Regions from separate parts of the Ovis aries genome. Here region 1 is linked to region 2. The links are chromatin contacts, called in public Hi-C maps. All regions are on one chromosome and are shown on one strand. The core of a region is the stretch at or near the end of the contact, and the rest is flanking DNA. Distances in the headings are between cores, read along the strand shown. Region 1 has its middle 42 kb from the start of LMO4. Region 2 has its middle 210 kb from the start of LMO4.

The links. Hi-C and Micro-C count contacts between places; a contact is called where the count stands out from the background.
Region 1: a Hi-C map of liver shows a contact between it and region 2, with 3 times the contacts expected there. The contact joins two enhancer-like sites. A contact is called at or near these places in 3 of 16 Hi-C or Micro-C datasets (liver, retroperitoneal adipose tissue and skin fibroblasts).

Annotation. Positions count from the first base shown.
Region 1 is chr1:64,396,883-64,401,851 of ARS-UI_Ramb_v3.0, reverse strand. No RefSeq gene overlaps it. Among named protein-coding and RNA genes, the nearest start is that of LMO4, 42 kb to the left of the region's middle. Within about 2 kb of position 1,476, at least 10 of the 54 cell types and tissues checked have an H3K27ac peak or open chromatin away from gene starts, as enhancers often do. A contact at or near this core is called in liver, where this site is marked.
Region 2 is chr1:64,230,878-64,235,934 of ARS-UI_Ramb_v3.0, reverse strand. No RefSeq gene overlaps it. Among named protein-coding and RNA genes, the nearest start is that of LMO4, 210 kb to the left of the region's middle. Within about 2 kb of position 2,699, at least 15 of the 54 cell types and tissues checked have an H3K27ac peak or open chromatin away from gene starts, as enhancers often do. A contact at or near this core is called in liver, where this site is marked.

The DNA.
Region 1 (4,969 bases), core at 227-2,726, 170 kb before region 2:
CTTCCCCGACTCCCACCCCCACCCCTGCCAGAAACATGCTCCCCTCCTGGCCTTGAACATTCTCTGGGGCTTGGATTGGAATCTGGCTACTCTTTGGCATTGCCGTAATTACATTGGTCAAGGCCTGTGTTCCTGACAAAGAAAACATTCCTCTAACTCAACCTGAGTAATCCTTAATGAGTCCTTGTATCTTGTGATAAATTTCATAATTATTCAGCCCCTACCACTAACACCGAAATTCATCAGTCAAAGCAAATTAGCCGAGATTCATTAGAATAAGACATCTAGTAGGCACATGTACTTTATTAGCCTCTTACACCAATAGTTTTAATTAGGTACATATTTCACAGCTCTCGAGCTACTCCAGTGAAGGGCTGCCTTTATCTCTTTTATTTACAGTAACAAGCTATCAAACAAACACCACCATAATTAAACTTGGATATAAAAAAACTTGGTTTATTAATGGCAGCCTATTCGAGCCTTGGATTTCTGAAATCTGTACAAAACAGATATTTTTATTAATTAAATAAATACTATTCAATTAAACTGAAAAGATGAAGCGGTGCAGGAGGGGCCTTGAGCTCGAGTCAAGAGTGAGATTCTCTTCTTCCTTCCCGGCTGATGGTTTCCTCTAGCTCACCTTCAGCAGGGGGAAAAAAATCTCTTCATCAGATATTTTAGTGATGAGAAAAGTGATTAAAATCCAGAACATTTTAAAATTATTAATAAGGAATTTAAATGATGTTATAAAAAAGGGAAATACAGGAGAAAATGTTACACATTCATAGAATTTTGGCTCATGCATAATAAACAGTTGAAAACATTTTACTTATAATACCACTCAAATTAAAGAGGCAAGAAGCCATGCCACACGCTTTTATACGCGGGTGTCAATAAATGACAAATGGCGCCATCTGCTGGTCTTCCGGTTAAACACTTTCTATTCAGAGCCCAGTTGTCAGAGCCATCAGTTCTGAAAGTGAAAGTCGCTAAATCCTGCCCGACTCTTTGCGACTCCATGGACTATATAGCCCATGTAATTCTCCAGGCCAGAATACTGGAGTGGGTAGCCGTTCTCTTCTCCAAGGGATCTTCCCAACCCAGGGATCGAACCCAGGTCTCCCTCATCAGTTCTGAGGTTATCAAAAATAAAGGAAAGATAAAACTCCCTGTCTACAAATACTTCCCATATGGGTAGACAACGTATAACCCTATGAGAGAGGCAAAGTTTGAGCTTAATTCTGAAAGTTTCATCCAGAGGCTACAGGCAAGACAACAGGAGAGACTGCTAACCTTTCCGGTCTCTTAAGAGTCAACGCGAGTTGAGCTCTAACTGAGGTGAACACTAAAGAATCACAGTCAAATCCTCAAAAGGCACGGAGCGCGAAGAAAAACGGCAAAGTGCGCTCTCAGTTGAGGGACTAATGACGCCGACTGCCTGGGAACCCTGCGTTCCTGGATCACTCTGCGGGGAGAAGCACGGAACTTTGGAAAGGGACAACTGAGCTCTCTGGCTGACTCTGACTCCATCCATCAAGTCCTGCTCTGGAATATTGTTTCTTTGTTTCCGTTTCCACCTCGCTCTTACTTGTTTCTGGCCCTGTGCATAAATATGAAATTCCTCACTCTTCAGACCTCCCAGGGGCTGGTGTGAAACCAATAAAATAAAATCATTTTAATATAAATGAGCTGGATCGATTAACTAAACTAGTTTATACAAACCATTGAACAAAAATATATGTGGGACAACCTCTGAATAACTTCTTTTAAAATTCAAACTCTCAAAAAGAGAAGACCTATCCATAATCCCAGTTTCTGCAAGAAGTCTTCCCTCTCTTTAAGCTTGACCAACTAAATCAGTCCTTCGGAGGCCATCAATATTTGCCAATTGAAAATCTACATTTCCAGACACCACAGTCACGAGGACCTTTCTCCCGGGCCACATTTTGGAGTAAAATGTGAAATCCGACAATTTTTAAGACTCCTTTATTGTTGTTATAATATTGCTCACAAGAAACAGCAGAGAAAATAATTTACATTTTTATAGGAAATCGTTTAAAAGGTTATTGTGAATAAAAGTGTTATTAACAAAATTTGAGTAACTTTGTATTGCTTCTGCCCTTTCTGTGAGGTAGAACTCAGAAAGTTTCTTCCAATGGGACTGCTGTAAGAAGAGATTACCCCTGGTTCAGGCTGCCAGTTTATAAGGCAGGTTACTCACAATGTAGGGTTGATTGTGTGGGTGTAGGTGTGAATGAATTTCTTCAAGTCCATCTTCTTTGGGGCTTAAACGCCTGGGAAAATCGGAAGCAGCATGGAAAAACTTCCTGCTTGGGAGAATCAGCTACCTTGGAAATATTCCCTACTGTGAGTGAACAGTTCATTTTAATTCTGTGAGTTCCTTTCCAGGGCTCTGTCTTCCTTAGTGGCCCTATACCTACGATAGGAGTCCGTATCAATAGCCTCTGTTTTGTGGCCTTGGCCCTCTCTTCTTTTCTCAGCTCACTCTGGAGTCACAAATCTTTCACAGCCCTGGGGACTCCAAAGAACAAGTGTCTTTTCTGTTCAATAAACAAGATCCCTGCGTCCCTTGCTGGTACAGAATTTTAGCTTGAGGTCATGAAAAAGTTCTGAAGATAGCTAGTGGTAATGGTTGTACAACAATGTGCTATCCTTAATGCCACTGAATTGCATGCTTATAAAGGATTAAAATGGTGAATTTTATATATATTTTATCTCAGTTAAGAAACAAATACTCTTTCAGTAGCTGCCCATTGCTTTCTGGATCAAGTCTGAGCTTTTAAGTGTGCTCTAAAAGATTCTTTGGACCTTTCAACCCCAACCTATTTCTTCAACTTGTGCTGCCTTCTCTGTGTCACCCTGGAAGGACCGTCCCACAGAAATTCCTATAGTAAAGGAAATGTTCTATACCTGTGCTGTCCATATGGTAGCCATCAGCTACTATCTGTGGCTACTAGGCACTTGAAATGCGGTTAGCATATCTAATGGACTGTATTTTACATTTAATTTAGTTTTAAATAGCCATGTATTAGTGGCTACTCTATTGGATGGCACAGTTCAAAAACACAGAGTTCCATCAGGTTATTTCATAGCTCTGTGCCTTTGCTCATTCTCTTCCTTCATCTCAATGGCCTTTCTTCCCTTTCATTCGCAAACCCTGAGCTAAACATAAATGCCTCCAGGAAGGTGGGGTTGGAAGAACTCCCAGGCACTTGGTCTTATGATACCGCTTCTCACTCAAGTATTCTTTTATGCATTCATCCAGTCTTTTTCACAACTCCTTGTTTGGCAATAGAGATGCAAAGAAAAATCCAGTTCTTGATATAAAGCTCACAATCAGTATCTCTTCCAACAACCCTTCCTACCCTATTCTGCCCATTAACCAGGTCATTTGATCACCTCCACTGATCTCAGCCTTGCAATCGCTCAGTGCCTGATTTCACTCTTCCTCCCACCAGCTCTTCTTTCTTCAATTCTTGATCTACAGGAAAAAAAAAAATCAACTTTGTCTCCTACACCTGGCACATGGACAAATCTAAGAGGCTGTAAAAGTCAGTCACTACACAGAAGGGGACTGCATATACAGGAGAGGCCCTTGAACCAGGGATCTTCCCTCAACACCTTTAGGCTACCTCTCTATTAAAAATTGGTCATACACATCCCCAAAAGTCTCCCCTAAAAGAGGGGTTGCAGTCTCCTCAAGAATAAAGAGCAGAGGAACGTTGGCCATCCATATCAAGGCATAGCCAGTCAGGCCTTTGAGGACAGAAGATGAGAGCACTGGCTCTCAATTCTGGGGGCCTCAGAATCACTCGGGACAATTTTCTAAAAATAAGAATTGTTGGGCCCGACTGAGCGACTTCACTTTCACTTTTCACTTTCATGCATTGGAGAAGGAAATGGCAACCCACTCCAGTGTTCTTGCCTGGAGAATCCCAGGGACCGGGGAGCCTGGTGGGCTGCCATCTATGGGGTCACACATAATCGGACATGACTGAAGTGACTTAGCAGCAGCAGCTGAGACCTACTAAACAGCCATCTTTGGGAGTGAGACCTAGGTATTTGTATTTGAGGACTCTCCATAGATAATTGGGTCATGGCAAAAGCCTGAGAAACCTCAGCCTAGAGTGTAAGGAAATACGAACCTGGGCCAGGGAACAAAGAAAGCCTGAAGGTGCGGAGAAGATATCACCACGAGTGCCTGGCAACAGCATCCTGTGTAGAAAACTCTGAAACCAGCGGTTATCAGCGGGTTAAGTCTGGATAACCACCTGTATTAGTCTGCTAGGGCTACCCTAACAAGATACCACAGGCTGGGTAACTTAAACATCAAAAATCCACTTTGCTGGCAATTCTGGAAGCTTGAAGTCAGAGATCAAGTTGTCAGCAAGGTTGGTTTCTTCTAAGGTATTTCTTCTTGGCTTGTAAATGGCCATCTTCTCCTGTGTCTTCGCATGGTCTTCTCTCTGCACATATCTGTGACCTAATTTCCTCTTCATATAAGCATACCAGACATATTGAATTAGGGCCTACCCTGATGATCTCATTTTAATTTAACTACCTCTTTTTATTTAATTAAAGTATAGTTCATTTACAATATTATATTAGTTTCAGGTGTACAATATAGTGATTCAATATTTTTATAGATTATATTCAATTAAAGTTATTATAAAATAATGGCTCTGTTTCTCTGTGCTATGCAATATATCCTTGCTGCTTATTTATTTTATACTTAGTAGTTTGTATCTCTTAATCCCATACCCCTATCTTGCCCCTCTCCACTTTCCTCTCCCCATTGGTAACCACTAATTTAACTACCTCTTTAAAGATCCAATCTGCAAAAACACATTCTTCATATTGGGGGTTAGGACTTCAACCTATGAATTTTGGAAAGGACACAGTTCAGCTCATAGCAATCCTAGAAATTCAGTCCATAGAAATCCTACAT
Region 2 (5,057 bases), core at 1,450-3,949:
CTTGCATTTGAAATAGTTGCTGCAGAAATAACCACGTCTCCTCTCTCCTTTTGTTTGTATTTAAAACAAACAAATAAAATCCAGATGAATAGATGTTTTTGCTTTGTTTGTTTCCTTAAAGAGAACATATTTGCTCATTAGGAAAGCTAGACAGCCAGCCCCAGAAACGAAAGCCCGGAGGGTCATGTCTCTTTTTGCAAGGACACTTTCCCCCTAACACTTCCCAGCCCAAGCCCCTCAACACTGCTGAGGAGAAAAGGGACGTCCTGAGAGCAGAGCAAGTCAAAACTTGCCTGTCCTAAGTCTGTGACTCTCAACACTGGGACAGCGCTCTGTGGAGTCTACCGTGGAGTCAGTGAGAAGCCACTGACGTCACGCCCTCAGGAACTGGCCTCTACTCTGATCTAGCAACAGAAAGGGAGCCAGTTCCTGGGTATTTTCCCCAAGAATTTGTGCCATTGAATTAAATTACTAAGCATATACCCACACAAATACATATGTACACATACATGCAGGCGCATACACCCACTTAGAAATGTACGTCATATATACGGCTCCATGTATACAGACATACAGAAGGAATGTATAGCTTTTGATTGGGCTGTCTTTTAATAATCGTGAAGCTAGTTTTAATGAAACACTGTTTAAGGCTGCCGGTGAGCAAAGGAGCCATCTTTTGCAGAGCATGAATAAACTGAGTCACAAGCAGTAGAGGACAGCTAGCTGCATCAATCATGTTTGTACTATTTATTCATAAATGAGCTCAGTTTACAAACCCCGACTTTCACCAGAAGCTAAGACATGGACTTGCTGCCACACGTGGGAACATTCCCATCAGATGGTACACCAATATTGGTGTCCCAAAATATTTTCTGGAAGGGAGAGGCCTATGTGAAAACCCCATGGTACACTTGAGTAAACTGACATGCCCCCAAGTTACATCATTTATTCCCAGTGACATGGCTACATCAGGAATTCCTCTTCAAGGGTCTTGGAGGGTGGGGAGCCAGTTACCCTCCCTTCCTTTCTAGCAAGGAGAGGACATCATAGCCCATAAAACAAAGGAATACACTCAAAATTCAGGGAAAGTTACTCCTTATCCAAAACAAGAGGAGAAAAGCATATACTTCTGGATGTCTGTAAAGTCAGTTTGGTTAGAAACTAAAGCAATGGCTTCAATTTGATTATGCTACCAGCTATCATATTGTAGCCTTCTTTATCTTCCCAGAGGGCACTTTGTCTACGTATTAGTTCACAATCTTCACCACTGCTCTATGAGGTAGGCAGTAGTATTCCCATTTCACAGGCCAGGAAACCAAGGATCAAGAAGTAAAGTAATTTACCCACGATGCCAAGGCTCTCAGAGCCAGCGGTAGAATTTCGACATCCTAAGACCTGCAAACACGGGGCCTTTGCTCCTGTAACCCCTCCTGGTCCTCTCTTTCCCTTTTTCTTCTGCCAACTCTTCACGCTCTGTCTAGCCTCCATTTGGCCTCACCGCTGAAGCTTAATGTAGTTGAAATTGCCATCAGCTTTCCAGGCCTGCACTCCTCCTAGGGCACTGTACTTACTAGTTAAAAAGGCAACTTCTGGGGCAGAAAAAAAAGAAACAAAAAAGAAAGAAAACTACCCTTATCCTCAAATCACTACCAGATCTGATGGTCCTAGTACACGCACAAAAAAATACCTGAAGTGTGCTTTCTGCCTTGAGTAGAAATGAAAGGGACCAAATGTGGCTTAATTCCTGATTCTCTGGAATGGAGGGACGCCATGGTGTGGGGAAGAGCCCCTAATCCTGCCTGGATCAGTGCCCAAGGGGTCAAGACCCGCGACGGGGTCCTTGGAGGAGGAACCGAGACCTGGAGGCCCAACGGGGAGCTGGGACCAGCGGGGAACCCGGTGGGGCCGGGAAGCCATTTGTCTGGATGGGGCAGAGGAAACGGGTAGAGGTGGAAAGGACGATGCAGACCGGGACGTAAAAGGACTGCAGTCGCGTTTAAAGTGGGGAAACTTTATCGCGATTTGAGAGGCCACTGGGACATCTCTGCAGCATCCCAAGAAAGGGAACGGAAAAGTGGAGGCCGCGCCCGTGCCCGACTCCCCCGCCAGCCTCCAGGGGGCGCTCGCGGCGGCAGGGCCGGAGGAGACGGGTACAGCACGCACCTGGCTGAAGAGCAACGTGACACCCTCGCCAGGCAGACCCCCTCCTGCTCCACAGTCCCCACGGCAACCTCTCTAGGCCAACTCGGAGGCGCCCGTCATGCGAGCATAATTTGTGTCACGTCTGCAGTCTTTTAAAAATAGAAAGATGGGGAGGTATATTTAGCGCCCCCAACCTTCGTAACGATGCCACTCAAAGCAAATGAACCGTTAATGACACAGGAGGGGCGGGGGTGGGGGAGGTGGGGTTGGGACGACGGATGAGGAACAAACAAGCTTAGCCCTTTGGTGTTTATAATGCTGAACTGGAGGATCCTAACACCAAATGGGGCATGACTCCCATCGCCGGTCAGCACAACCTAGGCCTTTCCCCAGAAAGTAGCCGTCCTTTTGATGGGAGGACACTGTGGCGAGAGGTGGCCAGCCGGAAGGAACCCTGACCCTGCGTGGAAACCCGGAGAATTCCGCGGCGCCAAGGCGAGTCCTCCCAAGCTGCGACCGCGCCTTGCGCCGCGAGGATGTGTCTTTGGCGCCACCTAGTGTCTGAGGCGGAGACAACGCGTGGCGAGGGCTGCAAGACAGGCTGACTCCAGTCCTGGGATCTTCACCGTTAGGCCCCGACTTTGAACTAGACTGGTCATCCTGTGGACCAGTAATATCCTCTGGCTGAGCAGAAAGTTTCCCAAGATCCCTGTTCCTGCTGCCTCCAAAACTAAGTAGAAAAATTTTCAGAATAAGTGGAATAAACGACACTCCCTCTCCATGAGACATCCATGAGGTGATATCCGGTTTTCTCTAAATACAATGGCAAGTCAATTATTAATTCATTGTGGAAAAAAATATAGATGCTGTCATTGTATAGAGTCCGGAGAAGAACTGAGCTTCAGACCATCTGGAGGGGCTACCTCTGAGAAACACTGAATTGGGTGGGACAAAAATGAACTATTACTTTTGATTTTATGGCCAATCGAAGACCTCCAGAAAGAATCCTGCAGTGTAATGGAAAAAAGACAGGTCTGGGAGCCAGGATACTAGGGTTCTCATATTGGCTCTGCCTGCAATTATCTGCGCGACCTTGACCAGGGAGCAACCAGTTTTTACTTCTCACAACGATGCTATGAGGTCTGAATTGTTACCTCCACATGATAGATGAGGCAGTTAGGGGCTCTAGGAGGTTACCCAAGGTGAAACAGCAGGTCAGTGTCAAAGCCAAGCTTCAAGCTCAGGTCTACCCAACTCTAAAGAGCACATTCCTTTTACATAAAGCATTGAATCCCTCTGTGCTTTGGCTTCCCCATCTACAGAATGAAGGGGCTGTGCCTAGCGTCAGTTGGTCCCTTCCACAATCAGCAAATTCTGATCTAAGGTCTCTCTAGTCCTTTAAAACCCACTTTTAGTGCTCACAAACCCCATGGTGGTAACAAAAGGGGCTTTAAAAAGGATTCATCCACCTATAAAAACCATGGGATTTTATTCTCAGTTATGGGCAAGAGAACACCAAAACAGACCCGTTAGAACATCAAACCTCCTTTGAAATTTAGGATTGTGGAGAAAGCAGAGAAAATCTGCAGGGGCTGGAGTGACAGCTTGTGGGTCTGTAGCAAAAGCCAGGCCTGCAGGGCACTGCTTAGCTCTTGAGCCCCTGGCCTCTGGGGGAGGATAATTGCCTCTGATCACTGTTTAGACTTGATAAATACATGAAATCAGGCAGCAAACAGTTTATCTGGCTACCAGTTCAGATCTGGACAGAACTAGATTAAGGAGTCAGGCATATTTGCAATAACCTCAGAGATAAACCCTTCCTATCTGAGATAGGTTATCTCATCCTCGAGAGTTATGTTGCCCAGTAACTGCCACCTCGAAAAGAACAAAGGGAGAGACACGTTAAAAGGGTCCAAATCAGCTTTAAACCCCCTCTCCCCACTGACCTTTGGCTGGTCACCAGCCTGAAAACCAGGGGTTGGGGCCCTGTCCTTGTCTGGAAAGGCTGGGGAAACATGTTGGTTAAGTAGGAACCCCAACCCAAGATCATCTGACTCCGAGGTCAAAGTTTTCTTCATGGGCTTTCCCCCTACCTCAGAGGGGCAAGCTAAAGGAACTTCAAATGTCCCCAGCAAAGATAAGACCAGGAACTGCAGCTTAGATCTTGGGCCCTACAGGGCCACAGACTTACCATGTGACCAACGGCAAGTTCAGACTACTCTGGATCTGTTTCCTCAACTATGAACTGAGGGCTTAAAGCTAAATAATTTCTAAGACCCTATTGAGCCACTTCATGGGCCAGAATCAAACCAGCCGGTACCCTTTAGGGTTTTAGAGGTCACAGTCTTCACTGAAGTACCATGTCCCTCACTTACAGTCTTTCTCAGTTCCCTTCCCAGCCTCGACTCATTTCCTGACATTCCTCTCTCATTCCCTGGTCACATCCCTCCATCCACAAACTCCTTCCGACTGGCTCTGGGAGAGCATCACCACACAAAGAAGCCCTGCAGAGAGGACCATCAAGCACTTTCCATGGGCTGTGGACACACCTTTTATTTTCCATCTGTCTTTACAAAGTGAGGCATCTACTGCCCATTCCCCCCTTCCACTCTTCTACCTTCCCACCAGCAGACTCCTCAGCTTCCAGAATATTCTGCTGGGCCTTGGCTGGAGTCTTCCTCAAACAAGATCACTGGGGGTCAGGTGCTGAGACAGCCCCACCCTCAGAACCACCTCCCTCGCACCCAGCCCTGAAGAAGAGGCTCCCATTAGGGAAGCAATGGGCTCAGCAGGGCAGCCACCAAAAGTCTTTATCACCTGCCCTAAAGCCCTGACCTGACACTATCTCTTACAAAAAAAAAAAAAAATCCTGCAGGGAACTTTTGGGGATCCATCTGCATCTGTGTGTCCATTGC